Linked DNA regions of Phocoena phocoena: region 2 is linked to region 1. A link is a contact called in public Hi-C data. All regions are on one chromosome and are shown on one strand. The core of a region is the stretch at or near the end of the contact, and the rest is flanking DNA. Distances in the headings are between cores, read along the strand shown.

Region 1 (7,401 bases), core at 1,626-4,125:
TATTAATGTGCCAGGCCTCTTGTCAATGAAAATTTAAAATACATTAATGTTTTATTTTATCAAAAAAATTAAGATTTCATCAAAATAGGCATAATTTCATAGCTGGCAATGAAGTGTAAACTGTGTTCACAACATTGCCACTAGGAGGCGCCAATTTCGCTGGTAAACAGAAAAGCTTGCTATCTTTTGTTAGGATTTGTTCTTTTAAAAAAAAATTGAAGTGTAGTTAATGTACAGTATTAAATAAGTTTCAGGTGTACAATACAGTGATTCGCAAATTTTAAAGGTTACACTCCATTTATAGTTATTATAAAATATTGGCTTAGAATTTGTTCTTTATTTTTCTGGCTGTGCCACAAGGCTTGCGGAATCTTAGTTCCCCGACCAGGGATCAGAACCCAGGCCCCAGGAGTGAAAGTGCCGAGTCCTAACCACTGGACGCCAGGGAATTCCCAGGATTTGCTCTCACTGTGCTAGTTTTTAATAACTAGAAGTACCCAGTCCAGACTTAGATATCTGTGTTCTATCTTTGTATTTCATTTTCTCCCTATTCCAGTGTTTTGAGGTAGCTATTACTCCATTTTACAATCCTAGCCTCGGATGGGTCTAGGTGACTGCAGAGCCCACATTTTCAACCACTACACTTTCTGACCCCCAGCTCATCAAATGGGATTTCAGAGCCCTGCACAAGGCTGGACACAGTAGGCACTGAGTGCCTGCTGTGAACATAAATGGAGAGTAAGAATCATTTGAAAGAGTCATCAAATAACCCTTTGGCCTCCACCAGCCCAGATGCGAGAGAGGTGCTCTACAACCAATACTCAGGTAATTGGCATCTGATCTAAGAGGGCTAGGGTATAATTTATAGAGAGAGCAGTGACGTCACGGGTCATGACATCATGAGAGCTGCGGGCGCTGCGCCGTCAGAAAGCACGATCTTCCAGGCTACAACACAAAGAACTCAAGACTCCACCCAGGCCCAGACACAGACAGAGGTGTGGGTAGAATCCTTCTAGGAAATGGGGGCGGAGCACTTACCCAAAGGGATAATGCCTCCGAGTCTGCGCACTTCAGCCCGGCACTCCCCTTCCGTACAGCAGTTGGCTAAGATGCTGAGCGCCAAGTCCAGCGTCTTGCGCAGGAGCGCTGGTGGCGAGGGCGTCGATGACGACACAGCAGAGGGGGCGGGGCCCAGAGAAGGGGCGGGGCCAGAAGTCGCTGACTCGACAGACGAGGGGGCGGAGCCTGGGCCAGCCTGGGAAGGGGCGGGACCCGCTGCAGCCGCTCGCCGTAGCACCGCGAGAAGGGGGCGGAGCCCGCCGCGTGCCCGGAAGCGTTCGATTCCCCCAGCTGCCTTGACGTGGCGCGTACGGAGGGCTAAGAGCGCACGGCCCAAGGGTGTCTCGTTGGTAGCTGTGTCCTTTCCCCCACCTAGACCCTCCCCGGCCGCCTCCGTGAGCTGCGCGAGGCAGAATGAGAGCGAGTCCGCGGGGCTTAGCTTCGCAGCCGCCATCTTGGCTCAGGCCTAAGGCTCCGCCCTTCTCCTCGCAGCTCATCCTAGGGAGCGGAACTGGAAGAGCAGGACGTGGCCATGCACCTCCTCTCTGACGCTTTTTAAATAGCGCCGCCGCAGTTGTCATGCGAGTCGGAAGTTGTAGTTCTCGATCACGGTGCTCTGGCTTGCACAGTTGCAGAAGGCATGTTGAGAGTAGTGGTTAGCTAATCGTAGTGCGAGCCCCAGAGGCGCGTGCGGCGCATGCTGGGATATGTAGTCCGCGCCGAGCTTAAGACGCCTAGCTTAGGATGGATGGGAAACTCTCTCAAGGGACTCGGGTGGGCCGGTGCCTCTGGAGAACCCAGACATCCGATCATGGAGTTTCAGTACAGTGCTGCTCCAGGTGACTTGTCTACTCTGCCCCCAGCGTGTCCTTGGCAGCAACAGCCTTTTCCTTCAGGCTCGCTTCGCCGCCCCTCATTGGTGGCCGGGGCACTGAAGTCCGCGCTGACGGACTGAGAACCCCGAGCCAAGCGGAAAGTATCAAGTTCCTGACAGCGGCTGCAGATGGGAGCACTTGCTCCGCCAGGTGAATGAGAGGGTTAAACTTACCGAGACCGTTCGCTGCCACTTCCTAGAACTGCACGGGCTGGTGGATATTTCCGTTTCCGGTGCTGAATCACTGGGTCCAGAGTGTCTCCAGCTGTGGTTGTGCTTGTGAGCCCAGTGGTTGGTATCTAGGAAACGGTACGTTCTTACCGCTGTGGAGTCGGTGGCTCCAGAAACGGCAAGGGAGGACTCCGACGGGGCCGAGTAGCGGGGGAACCGGTCGTCAGGATCCCAGGGAGTCCCGAGGTCCGCCTTCGATTGCGGAGTTGTTCCACCCAAGCGGCCCTTCCTGGTGTGGCCGGGGCAGCCGGCCGCCCGGGAAATGATGATGGGCCTGCAGTACCTACGTAGGTCAGTCTCTGGCCCTGGGGAGGAAGAAGCCCCTGCCAAGACCAACTATCCTGCAGTCCCCAGAGCTTTCGAGTGCCAGGAGTGTGGACTGTCCTCAGCCTACCTCCCTAACCTCATTCACCACCAAAGCAGCCATGGGGGCGACAAGCCCTACTGCTGCCCGGAGTGTAGCAAAAGTTTCCGACGTGGCTCAGATCTGGTTAAGCACCATCGGGTACACACTGGAGAGAAACCGTACCTCTGTCCTGAGTGTGGCCGTTGCTTCAGCCTGAGCTCCAACCTCATCCAACACCGTCGCTCCCACTCAGGCCTCCGGCCCCACAAATGTCTGGAGTGCGGGGAGGCTTTTGGCCGCAGCTCGGACCTGGTTAAACACCAGCGGGTGCACACGGGTGAGAAGCCTTACACCTGCGCTGAGTGTGGTAAGACTTTCAGCGTTAGCTCCAACCTGATCCAGCACCATCGCACGCACACGGGCGAGAAGCCCTACCGCTGCGGGGACTGCGGCAAGCGCTTCAGCCTGAGCTCCAACCTGGCGCAGCATCAGCGCTCACACACGGGCCAGAAGCCCTACCGCTGTGCCTGGTGTGGTGACAGCTTTGGGCGCAGCTCTTCTCTGCTCAAGCACCAGCGATCGCACACTGGGGAGAAGCCCTACAGTTGCTGTGAGCGTGGCAAGAACTTCACCAACATCTCGGACTGCATACGGCACCAGCGCACCCACAGTGGAGAGCGGCCCTTCAAGTGTCCTAAGTGTGGTCGTGGTTTCAGTGAGCGCACCCAGTTCACCAAGCACCAGCGTGTTCACATGGGTGAACGACCCTATGCCTGCCCAGAATGTGACAAATCCTTCTCCCAGAGCGCCAAGCTCCTTAAACACCAACGCTCGCACACAGGCGAGAAGCCCTATAAGTGCCCCAGCTGCAGCAAGAGTTTTGGAGACAGTTCACATCTGCTGCTGCACCAACACCCTCACACGGGCCAGAAGCCTTATGCTTGCGGCGAGTGTGGCAAGAGCTTCCGCCGGAGCGCCCACCTGCTCATCCACCAGGTGGCGCACAGCGGTGAGAAGCCCTACGTCTGCCTGCAGTGTGGCAAGGCCTTCGCCCGCAGCTCCAACCTGGGCCAGCACCAGCGGACGCTCCAGGGGCACAGCCCCTGCCAGTATCCCTTGCTTAAGTTGCAGCCCAGACTTCAGCTCTGACTTTAGTCCAGTCCTCAAGGAGCCTGAGGGGCCCAGCATTTCTCAGTAAACCTCACTTCTGCTCCTCTAGGGCTGCTGATTAGCGGGCTGAATCAGGGAACCCCAGGCTGGAGGAATCGGAACAGAAAAGTGGGCTTAGGCCTGTTCTCTGAGGCCCTGGAGATGGAATTCCAGCTGGAGGGAGAGTTTGGGGATGGCAAGAGCTGGCCCAGCTGCTTTAAGATGCAGAACACCTTTGGCGGCCTAGGTGTGTCCCTTCACAGGCCTAGGGAGTGATGGGGCTAATCACACCAAGAGCAACAGTTACGTCAGCCCAGAGCAATGGGACTCAATGCCAGGCAAGCCCCTGTGAGGAACGCAGTAGGGGAAGAGGGGGTCGGGGAGGTCCTCACCTCCAGAGGGGACCATAAGGCAGGCTGTGTTCTAGCACAAGTATCAGAGTTTGAATTTGGGACCATTAGGTGAGCTCTGGGGTGTGTGACCCCTTTGAAAGAGAGCTGTCTTTACAGGGTGAAGCTGGTGGGGCCCAGGGCCAAAGCAAAGGACCGGGAGGCCTGTCTGTTGAGTTCGGGGGGTGCCCGGTGACATTTCTAGGCAAGGGCAGAAGGCCCGAGGTTGGTCGTCTGCCCCTACCTCTTCTTTAGCCTTTTCCCTTGCAGGCTCCCCAGGCTTTTTCTCTGATCCCTCAACAGAGGAGAAAATGTGAAGATTCACTTGTGCCCGGACACCGGGGACTAGACATGGTCATTTTGCCAGGGCACTGGGGCGGGCTGCCTCCGTAAACAAATGTGTTTCTATTGGTAAAACTTAGAGTATATGGGAGCCAGAGGGAGGCTTCCCGAAGCACTGCACAATGTGTGCCCAGAGCAGAGTCTAAGCTGTGAGGCCCTGCTCTCCCCCCCGTAGCTGGCTGTGTTCCTGGGAGAGGCACAGAATGTAGCCCTTATGAGGTTGGGGGAGGCCTAATGCCCACCCCATGGGACCATGAGCCTCATGCATCTGGTGCCCTGTCCCCAAATCTTGTCTCTCACCAGGTTTGGTGCATCTAGAACCGTATCCACGGGGAAGAGGGGCCGAAGGGGAGGGATGTGAGGTAACTCCTCTCTCAGCTTCTAGCACAGAGTGTCCAGGCTTCTCTTTTTGTGACTGCGTGACCTTGGACAGGTCTGCCTCTTCTAAGCTTCAGTCTCTTCATCTGTAAAACAGGGATGATGAAAGGACTCAGCAAGGAAAGGACTCAGCAGTCCTCAGTTCCCTGCTCTTCCTCAAGTCTGTCACCCTGTCACCGGTGGTGTCGGCCCACAGACATCACGCCAGCGCGCTTCCTAGCTTCTCCCAAAGGTTACAGAAATGAGTGAGACAGCCCCAGTCCTGGAGTAGTTTGGTGTCGTGAAGGAGATGGACTCAGGCTCGATGCTGGCACTGGAGAAAGGGCATCACCTGGAGTAAGTCTAAGAGGCTTCATGAAGGTGACATCTAATGGATGCCACTTGTCTCCTCAAGCTGGGTCTGTGATGAACAGATGGGTTCTGGCATATTCCCCATCAGTGGCATCTCAATATAGCACAAGCCAGTGACTGAGTTGGAGGCCTGAGCCAGGTGCATCCGTAGTAGGCATTCAATAAATAGTTGTTATGATCAGGTCCTGTTTACTCTTACTAGTGACCTTGGGGCCTCAGCTTCCTCAAAGCTGGATTGCGTTCTCTGCAAATTTGTAACTGCAAGTGGACGTTAGGTACATGGCAGGGGTGGGCATGGGAGGAGGATTAGTTTGCAAAATCCCTTTCAGTCAACTGGAAGCTAATTTCTCACATTAAGGTAAATAGCCATGTGCCCCATCTCCTCTCAGTTGTAGAGACAGGTCCTGCCCAGAGCAGGGAGGCAGGCCAGTCCTTGGAAACAGGAAGGATGGGCTTAATCCAACAGGGGTTTATCCGGCATTCACTGTGCCCTGAGCTGGGAAAGAGGCCCTCTCCAAGCATGTGGCCAGTGCTTAGGCCAGAGGCAGCGGACATATTTGCTTTGGCCTTCACTCTGTGTGTGTGTGTGTGTGTGTGTGTGTTTACACTATTGAGCCACCTTTTTTTTTTTTTTTTTTTTTTGCCGGTGGCTTGTGGGATCTCAGTTCCCCAATCAGGGATCGAACCCATGCCCTCAGCGGTGAAAGTGTGGCGTCCTAACCACCGGACCGCCAGGGAAGTCCCATGAACCAACATTTAAATCAGGAGATTTCACATCACAATCTAGATTTCTAGTTTGCTGTTTTTGGGGAGGAGAGAGGGGGAGGATCAGAAAATTCAGCAACACTGGAGCTTTCCAGCAACAACGTGTTGACAGGGCTGAGTAGTGGCTGCCCCGGACATGGACAGTCCCCACCGCTCCCTGGTGTGTCCCTGACTCAGCGAGTTTCATTTTAATTACTTCCCTAACAGCTACAGAAAGGCGTTTGGGGGTGACCATCCCCACCCTACACTCTCATGGGTGAGAAAGACCCATGTGATGGAGGCAGTTTCTCTTTTCCCTCACCCCTTCCTGCCCCCCACCAGCCATTTTCCTCCCCAGCCCCCAGCCCAGCTGACAGACCGGACCTGCTTTCCCAACCCCAGATATCACCCTCTAATATTGAAGCTCCTTTCCGTATGTGCCAGCGAGTAGGAACAGAGCTTACGGGTTCAGTAAGGCCAGGCAAACCCCTGTGTGCCTTGGTCAGAGGGCCGAGTATTGGGCCCTTTGAGCCTCAGGGAGACAGTCCCCGGCAGACACCCCTCTCAGGGCTATTTTGGGAAGCAAGCAGGTGTGGAGGTGCTCTATAAACGCTAAGGCCCCAGTGGGCTCGGAGGGAGGGGGCGTCAGTAATACTGTCTCCCCTGGGCTGGCCCTGGCTTCTGGACATGTGCTTGGACTCCATCCAGTTCTGTCTGATCTCACCCAGTCCTGGGAGCCCGGTTCCTCCTCTGAGCCTGGTGGGCGGTACAGAGGCTGGTGCTGGGCAGTGGGTGTGGCCACTGGCTGGCAGCTGGAGTCCCACCCACCCAGAAGCTCAACAGTGGCTGGCAGGTGCTTTTTTTTTTTTTTTTTGCGGTACGCGGGCCTCTCACTGTCGTGGCCTCTCCCGTTGCGGAGCACAGGCTCAGCGGCCATGGCTCACGGGCCTAGCCGCTCCGCGGCATGTGGGATCTTCCCAGACCAGGGCACGAGCCCGTGTCCCCCCCATCGGCAGGCGGACTCTCAACCACTGCGCCACCAGGGAAGCCCCATGGCAGGTGCTTTGAGAGGTGCACTGGGGACGCCGGAACAGCATCCCCCCCTGCCCCAAGCCAAAGTCCCTCCCTCCCTCCCTTCCCTAGACATATTCCAGGAGGACAGGGACTCTGCATTGTCCCTGTTGAGTCCCCAGCATCCCACATGGGGCAGGTGCAGAATGCCTTGAGGAAGGTCTGATCACACTGCCTGGGTGATTCGCAGGTTCTCTTCCCTGGGATTCAGGATCACTTTCTGTTCTTTCTTCTTCTGTTCTTATTTCCTGCCAGTTCAAAATGCTTCTCTCTCTCTCTCTTTATTCCTAAATAATGTGGATTTTCTAAAAACAAGGAAATTATCAATGATCCAGTACTGTCATCTAATGAACAGACTTTATTACAGTTTCACCAATTATTCCACTAATAGCCTTTATAGCATAAGAAAAAAAATTATGGTCCAGGATATAATCCTAACTAGATGTGCATACTGCATTTAGTTTTCA
Region 2 (7,401 bases), core at 1,948-4,447, 190 kb after region 1:
GCGGGATACAATTCCTTACAAAAAGCAGGTATGAGACAAAGCTGAAGACATCTCACCTCCACCACCCCCTCCACCTCCACCGCTGCTGTTGTACTGGTTCTGCTGCCCATAGCCCTGAGGGGGATTATAGCTTTGCTGCTGTCCATAGCTTTGCTGCTGTCCACCATAGCCAGACTGCTGGCCATAGCCCCCACTCTGGGGCTGCCCATAGCCGCTGCTCTGAGAACTGCTACCGTAACTAGGGAAAAGGAAAATACAGAATCATAATGCCAGCATGTCCAAAACCTTCTTTCACTTTCAGTACACCCCATTCTCTGTACCCAACAGAGGCCACCCCCGTTAGTCCTCATGCTCACTCATGCACCCCTAATCTTTCAGTCCTCTCCCCTCTCCCCACAACTCCTTACCTTCCCGAGGCGCTGCTAGGAGCTGGCTGCTGGCCATAGCCAGGGTATGAGGACTGCTGCCCGTAAGACGACTGAGAACTTTGGCTACTGCCATAGCCACCAGCTGAGCCATATCCCTGGGGAGTTGACTGTGTGCTATAGCCTGCTAGAAGAAAAAGAAAGAGGAAGTCACAAAAACTATGATGAAAGAGAAAAGGCAGGGAATGTGTTGAAGAAAACATTATATACCACCTAATGCTTTCCATACTTGAAAAGTCAGCCTCTTAGAAGATGCTTGGAAATCTTGCAACTCACAGTCAGAGATTACCCTTCTCTTTTACCTTAAAGCTTAATATTCCAACTTCAGAGTTCCAACCTCATCCCACCCACCCACACCAAAGCCAGCCTCCTCCAGGACCACCACTAATCACAGCCCAAGAGATCCCTATTAATTAACAGCATTTTAACCTGCCCATAAGGTGTGCAGTACAAATAAGACAACCCCATATTATTTACACTTCAGGACCTCAGGGCAAATTCCACCTCCTGGTGTATCATGTGATATATACAGCAGTCGGACTTCAAACATCTTCAAGGAAGCCATTTTCTCCCTTTAAGTATCTAAAAGTTTTCTCCCTTTAGGCAATACTCCCCCCCACACACCCTGCCCTCCCATTTCACTTTCACTCTTAGGGGAAATGGGGAAAAGTGCAACATAAATAGAAAAGTAAAAAGTCAAAGAAAATAATAGGAAACAATTACAAACCAATTAAGTATTTTTGTTTGAAAGGACTCAAACGCTGAAGTGCTTTAAGGGTCATAGACTGGTTAAAGCACTGCTTAGGTTTAAAAAAAGCAACATTCAGAAACAGCAGGAAGAGGTGGGGTGACCCACTAAAAGAGACTCACTGTTCTGGGCCTGTCCGTAAGAACTACCATAGCTGCTCTGGCCATAGCCTGAAGTGTCCGCTGACTGGCCGTAGCCACTGTAACTCTGCTGTCCATAGGGCTGATTGCTCTGCTGGGAATAGCCCTGCCCAGGCTGGGTTGGGTAGGCCCCATAACTGGAGAAAAAGACAAACCGTGCTCTCAGACAAAAACACCTTAGCCACCCTTGCCCTTTACAAACTCTGGAAGCCCAAAAATGACACTCACCTTTGGGTTGCTTGTTGAGTATAGTCTGAAAAACAGAAACACAATTATATTACCTTCAACCATCCCTAAGAGTAGACTAGAGCGAAAAGTCTTAACTCAAGCTAGCTTTGGGGCCCCCAGAGAGGAAAGTCAACGAGGCATAAATTCCCACATGAAACCCTAGTTGAGAGGAGCAATCTGGCAGACCGTAGTCAAGTTTTCTTACAATAAAGAAAAGTAAAGAAACAGCGAATTTCTACAGAGACCAAGAAGCCTTAAGTACTGGAAAAAGCAAGAGCCTTGGTGAACAGCTCCAATTTTCTGCAACTTCAATCGATGTCAGGAACTGCACAAATTTACACACATTTCCTTCTCACACCCGCTCGAAGACAAAGATATCACCGAAAATCAAGCTAAAGTCACACAGCTGCTTCAGCAGAACAGGTTTTAATTCAAGCCAGAGGCAGAATTGTTCGGAACGTAGCCTCCACTTTCTCAATCCGAAAAACCAGAATGTCTCCAAAGAGGCCGCTCTTCACCCTTTGCCTAATCTTGGAGACAGGAAACGGAAGCTTTTAATGCAAAGCTAGCTAACCAAGAGAAGAGCGCTCTTTGATCCCAAACAACAGAGATCACCATCAAAGAGCGGTCGCCTCGGGAGGCAAGTCGACTGGTACTCAAGTCTCCAGCCCCGTGGCTCCCCACGAGTGCGTTTTCTTATCTCCTCCTTGCCTGCCTCGGGACTGTGGGGAGACTCGGCGAACCGAAGAAAGAGAAAGCGCTTTTAAAACGCCACATGTTAGACGCACTGGCCAGATCCACTCGTCTCGCCGATACAGGAAACGAGGCGCTTCCTCCCGCAGAAAAGAGCAAAAGGACCGGGAGAAGGTGTGGCCTCGGGCGGCCGTTCCTTTCAGTAACCACCTCCGAGAGAGGAAATTTAGGCGGGAAAAGCCTCGGGCCGGGTCCCCAAGTCCGTTGGACCACCCCCAGCCGTTAAGCTGGCCCAAGCCTCCGCCCCCGCCCGCGTGGCAAGCGAGGCGGGAACGAGGCGGTCCCGCCCCTTCCCGAGGGACCCCGGGGGCAAGGCCCAAACCGGACGCGCGCCGCGGAGCCTCCAGCGAAGGGTCTCGCGACAAAAAGCAGGGCCGACACGAGGCGGGAGGGGGGGTTCGCGCCGCCAGAAAGGGGGGAGGGGCCAGCAGAGCGCGTGCGCGCTCCCAATGCCCGGATGCAGCACTGCGACAAAGCGGGCCCGAGCGCGAGGCTCGGAATGAGAAGGAGAAAAGGCTACAGGGACCGGGCATTTCCATCCATGCCTCACGTTTCCAATCACCAAGAAGTGTCCCTCCCAACCCTTACCTCAAGGAAAGGGGCTGCGAAGGGAAGACCTCCCGCCCCGCGCCAGGCGCCAGAGGAGCGAAACAAGATGGCGACATCGGCCTCCCCCTTCCACCCCTCTCCGCTGCTTCCCGCCAGTGCTGCGAGAAGACCCTACACGCGATCGTCGCCCAGGTCCCACCGAAAAACAAAAGCCCGACTGGAAGGTAACAAGGCCCGGGGCCGGCGCGCCACCGCCGCCTCGCGCCCTTACATACCGTTTGAGGCCATGTCCGCGCACGCGCGCACAGGCCGACAATCAGCAAGATTCCAACACCACAGCACCGACGCCTCGAGGACTGAGCAGCCCCGCCTCCTGGGTCGAGGTTTATGTACGCCTCCCCGCCTACGCATGCCGGGGGAACGCACCAACTGCGTAAAGGAAAGGGGGAATGGTGGCCGACTCCTGCAACTCTTCAGGGAGTATAGAGGACCCTAGCAGGCAGAAAGGAAGCGTATTAACTAAGAACCTTGCAAATAATACATATAATCCTCTGTTTTTCTGACAAAGAAGTTATATTTGCTTTTCAGGACTAAGCCCACGTTTCACCCTCACCCCTATGGTGGCATAATGGTACAGCCCGATTACCCTCTGGGGGCGGGGCGAGGGGCCCAGGGCGGTTGCGGGCGGAACTGTAGTCAAAGCCGGGAGCCGAGGGGCGGGAACCGAAATTCCTCAGGCTGGCCCCTTTCACTGGGCCTCACTTTCGCTCGGGATGGAGAGCTCCTGCGCTCCGTTCCCCTTATACTGCATCAAATGCATCCTCCCTCCGGCGCCAGCCTCCCTCTCCGGCTCTAGTGTTCCTCCACCGACAACACACACCGACCCTCTCCCTGCGTGTAGGTATTCACTCATCGTCTTTCAGGCTTGCGTCTGCTGAAGTCCTTATCAGGGTTTGTAGATTGTGACGCTTGCCATGAAAGAAAGCATGGAGTTTATCCCGGAACCTTGGGTCCCAGTCTGGTCAAGCACTGATCGCCCACCCACACCCTCACGGCTTGGCCCGCGAGTAGCTTGGCTTGACTAGCTCTTGGACTGGAAAGCCCAAACCCTCCGGATCTCAAAGAGCACTGAGATTAGATCAGGGATTTCCCAGCCTTTTTACTGATAAAGGGCTACTCTTTATTCTCCTGAAACCCTACCGAGGAACCAATGTGGAGATCCAATAATAACTGATATTTGTATAGAGCTGAAGTGATTTCAAAATGCACAATTAATTGCTTTCCCATTACAGTCTTATGAAGAAGGTAAAGCTATCTCCATTTTACAGGTAAGAAGAATGAGACTCAGGCTGAGTGCAATCCATGATTATAGAACAGCTAAGGGTCAGGGGTCCTGATTTGAATCCAGGTCTGTGTGGCTGCAAAACACTCCTTATGTTGGTTATGCGAACACTTTGAAGTGTTCTGAAGCCTTTTCACTCCCTATAAGAGCAAGGACAAAAAGTGAAATTCAAATTAACTTGCAACTTGCACTCTAATCAGCCTTGCCTAGAGAAGGAAATTTGAAAGTATTGAATAAAACAAGACAAAGGAGGTTATTCCTGGTACATGTGCCATGCGGATTTTCCTTCCCAGCTTACCTGTGATGTGGGTTCCAGAACTTCCTTTGTAGGTTAGACACGTTTTCCTAGAGAAATAATTGTGGGCTATGCCCACAAACTTCTACTAAATTCCTGACTTAGGCCCTAATGGCCCTTGAACACCCTGTCACCCACCCCACCCCACCCCCACTGGGAGGGCATTGTGACACTTGAGTGAGGGCAAAAAGAGTGAAGTCCATCACTCATTCATTCATTGATTCTACAAATATTTATTAAGTACCTACAGTGTTCCAGGGACTGTCCAGGGTACTGAGGATGCATTAGTGTACAAAATAGATAAAGCAATTTAATAACAAAGCTAACATATAATAATAATATTTATATATAACATATTTATAATAACATAACACTTTGATAAGGCTTACTAAGTTTCAGGCAGTGTTCTGAGTGCTGTGAGTATAGCTTGTTTAATCTTATTCTTCACAATAAAATGTTGACATGAGGATTACATTTTACAGATGAACAAAAAGGCATGGAAAGGTAAAAAGCTGTGCCCAGGGCTACACAGAAAGTGGCAAAGCCAGGTTCCCAACCCAGGCAGCCTGGCTCAGAGTTCCGGCTCTTAACCCCCGTGCTTCAGCAAACGTCGCTTGAGCACTGCATAATATGTACCAAGCCTGGGGCAGACCTAGAGAGAAGAGGATAAAAAAATCCAGTCCCTGAGCCACAAGACCTTATAGCCAGTGGGCAAGATGTGGGTGAGACCCACAAACCCCACAAACCCCAAAGTGTATTTGAATCAAATGTGGTAAGTGCTGTAATATGGAATCAAGGACTGCGGAAACTCTTCTGGGAGAGCAAGTCATCCATCAGGTAGACAACCACAGAAGAGGAAAAAGAGGTGGTGACATTGAAGCCAGGCCTTACAGGATAAGTAGGAGTTCACCAAGCAGCAGAGGATATGGTGTAACAGGCAGATGGAATGGCAAAGTCAAAGGCGTGGGTGGGGAAGGGCACTCATGCAGCAGCGTGGCAGGGAGTAATAGGCTCAGACTGTGACTTGTGAAAGGCTACCTCAAGTGACTGTTTCTCCAGGCTTATCTCTCTCAGTGAACCTCTCCTGACTCATGAAACACGGGGGCCTCTCACTCCTTAAAAGTCTCCTTACTTGGCATCCCTGCTCCGGGCCCTCCCCCCTTTCCCACTGTCCATTTAGCTCCTTCCCTGCATTCTCCTCCTCTGCTCGCCCTGCAGATAGCAGAGCTCTCCAGAGTTCTGTCTTCAGCCTCCTTTGCTTCCTCCTCGAGACTCAAAAGCCCCAACCGCAGCCTGGTGTGAAACGCAGCCCGCAGACAGGTTGTCTGTAGCCAACATGTTGGTTTTAATTTTTTCAACCATTTACCAACACTAAAAATAGAGAAAAATCCAAACTTCTGGCTTTTCTTGAAAACTGGAGGCTCTGGCCATCCAAGGCCCACTTTCCCACAGGGCAAGGGTCAGCTGGGACAAGAAGCTGCTGGGGCATGTGCTTGCAACTGACCAGAGTCTCCATTACTTCCTAGTATTCCTGACATGGAAGCCAGAGTCAATCGCCATTTATATCAGGTGTTTAATGTAGTTGTTCTTAGAGTGGAATTAAAAGCAAGGGAAAATATTTCTTCCCTTCAAACGTAAGAAACCAAAGCAGGTCCTGGTTTTCAGGCCTCTACCTGGCCCTTGGAGGCAGTTGAGTTTGTGATTAGTTCCAGATGAGAGGTTCTTAACCTCTTTTTGTGCCAGAGTCTAGTGAATTCTGTGGATCCCTTCTTAGAATATTTTTAAATGCATAAAACAAACATTGTAAGAATACAAAGGAAACCAATTAAGTGAAAATAGAGTTATCAAAATATTTCTTAAAAACATCTTCATGATCAAATATACAGACCTGATAGCATAATATCTGAATTTTGAAGTAGAACGGAATGTAAAAAATGTTTTAAGATACCTGCAACAGCTGCAATGTGATATGAAAATTTCTGAGATTTCTGTTGGTGTTAAAGACCCAGACACTGCTGTGGTTTGTTGCCTATAGACAGCCGATTGAGAAAAATGCTGTGTCAATTGGAGGTTAGTAAAAATTTAAATGTACTCTTTTCTGTCCAAATCTGTGACCCCCCGATGCTATTCTCAGACCCCTAGCAAAGACTCCAAGTTAAAAATTGGCTCTGGAGAATCTCATCCACATCATGCCTTCAACTCCCCGATGTGTAGGTCCAGCCATGATGCTCCTGAGTTCCACACCTGTCTCTTGATCATCTCCAGCCCAATTTTGTCCAGCAGATGCATCACGCAGGATTGGAGGCAGCAGTCATTTGTGGTACATTCAGCTGTTCTGGCCAACATAGCAGCCCAAGCCTTTGGTCCTTCAGGGGTAGCTCTTGTGCAGGTTATAACATCCTTAGTATCACTAATGTCAATGGCATGAGGCAACAGCACTGGAATTTCCACTAGAAATTTTCTGTGGTGTTGTTGGACCCTCAGCCTGGTATCTATTACTGGCTGGGAAGCATCCAAACTTGACTCTTAACCTTCTCAAAAACTTAGTCACCACTTTATAATCCCTTTCTGCTTAAACTAAAATAGATTATATCATCTGCAACTGAGAACTCCAATTTATACCATTGTCAATGCAGCACTGTCTATATACCAAAATATTAGAAACCACCTAAGTGCCTATCAATAGGGGATCTGGTTAACTGAGTTATTATACAGCAAAATTTCTCGGTCTCGGCACTATTGACATTTTAGGGCAGGTAATTCTTTGCTGTGGGGGACTGTTCTGTGTATTATAGGATATTTAGCAGCATTCCTGGCCTCTACCCATATTGGATGTTTGTAACCACCCCCAGCTGTAATAACCAAAGTTGTCTCCTGGCTGGAGGGGGAGGGGGTACAGAGTCACCTAAGATTGAGAACCA

The links. Hi-C and Micro-C count contacts between places; a contact is called where the count stands out from the background.
Region 2: a Hi-C map of lung shows a contact between it and region 1, with 3 times the contacts expected there. The contact joins the promoter of FUS here to the promoter of ARMC5 in region 1. A contact is called at or near these places in 2 of 2 Hi-C or Micro-C datasets (kidney and lung).

Annotation. Positions count from the first base shown.
Region 1 is chr15:15,202,406-15,209,806 of mPhoPho1.1, forward strand. It overlaps ARMC5 (armadillo repeat containing 5), which reads right to left and starts at 2,876. Exons shown (of 8, transcript XM_065893172.1): 1 at 2,778-2,876; 2 at 2,108-2,232; 3 at 1,039-1,570. The coding sequence starts at 1,513. LOC136135270 (zinc finger protein 436-like) reads left to right here and starts at 1,871. Exons shown (of 2, transcript XM_065893173.1): 1 at 1,871-1,881; 2 at 2,237-3,659. The coding sequence starts at 1,871. The coding sequence ends at 3,659.
Region 2 is chr15:15,393,899-15,401,299 of mPhoPho1.1, forward strand. FUS (FUS RNA binding protein) reads right to left here and starts at 3,198. Exons shown (of 15, transcript XM_065892910.1): 1 at 3,119-3,198; 2 at 1,542-1,566; 3 at 1,296-1,450; 4 at 408-552; 5 at 57-238. The coding sequence starts at 3,131.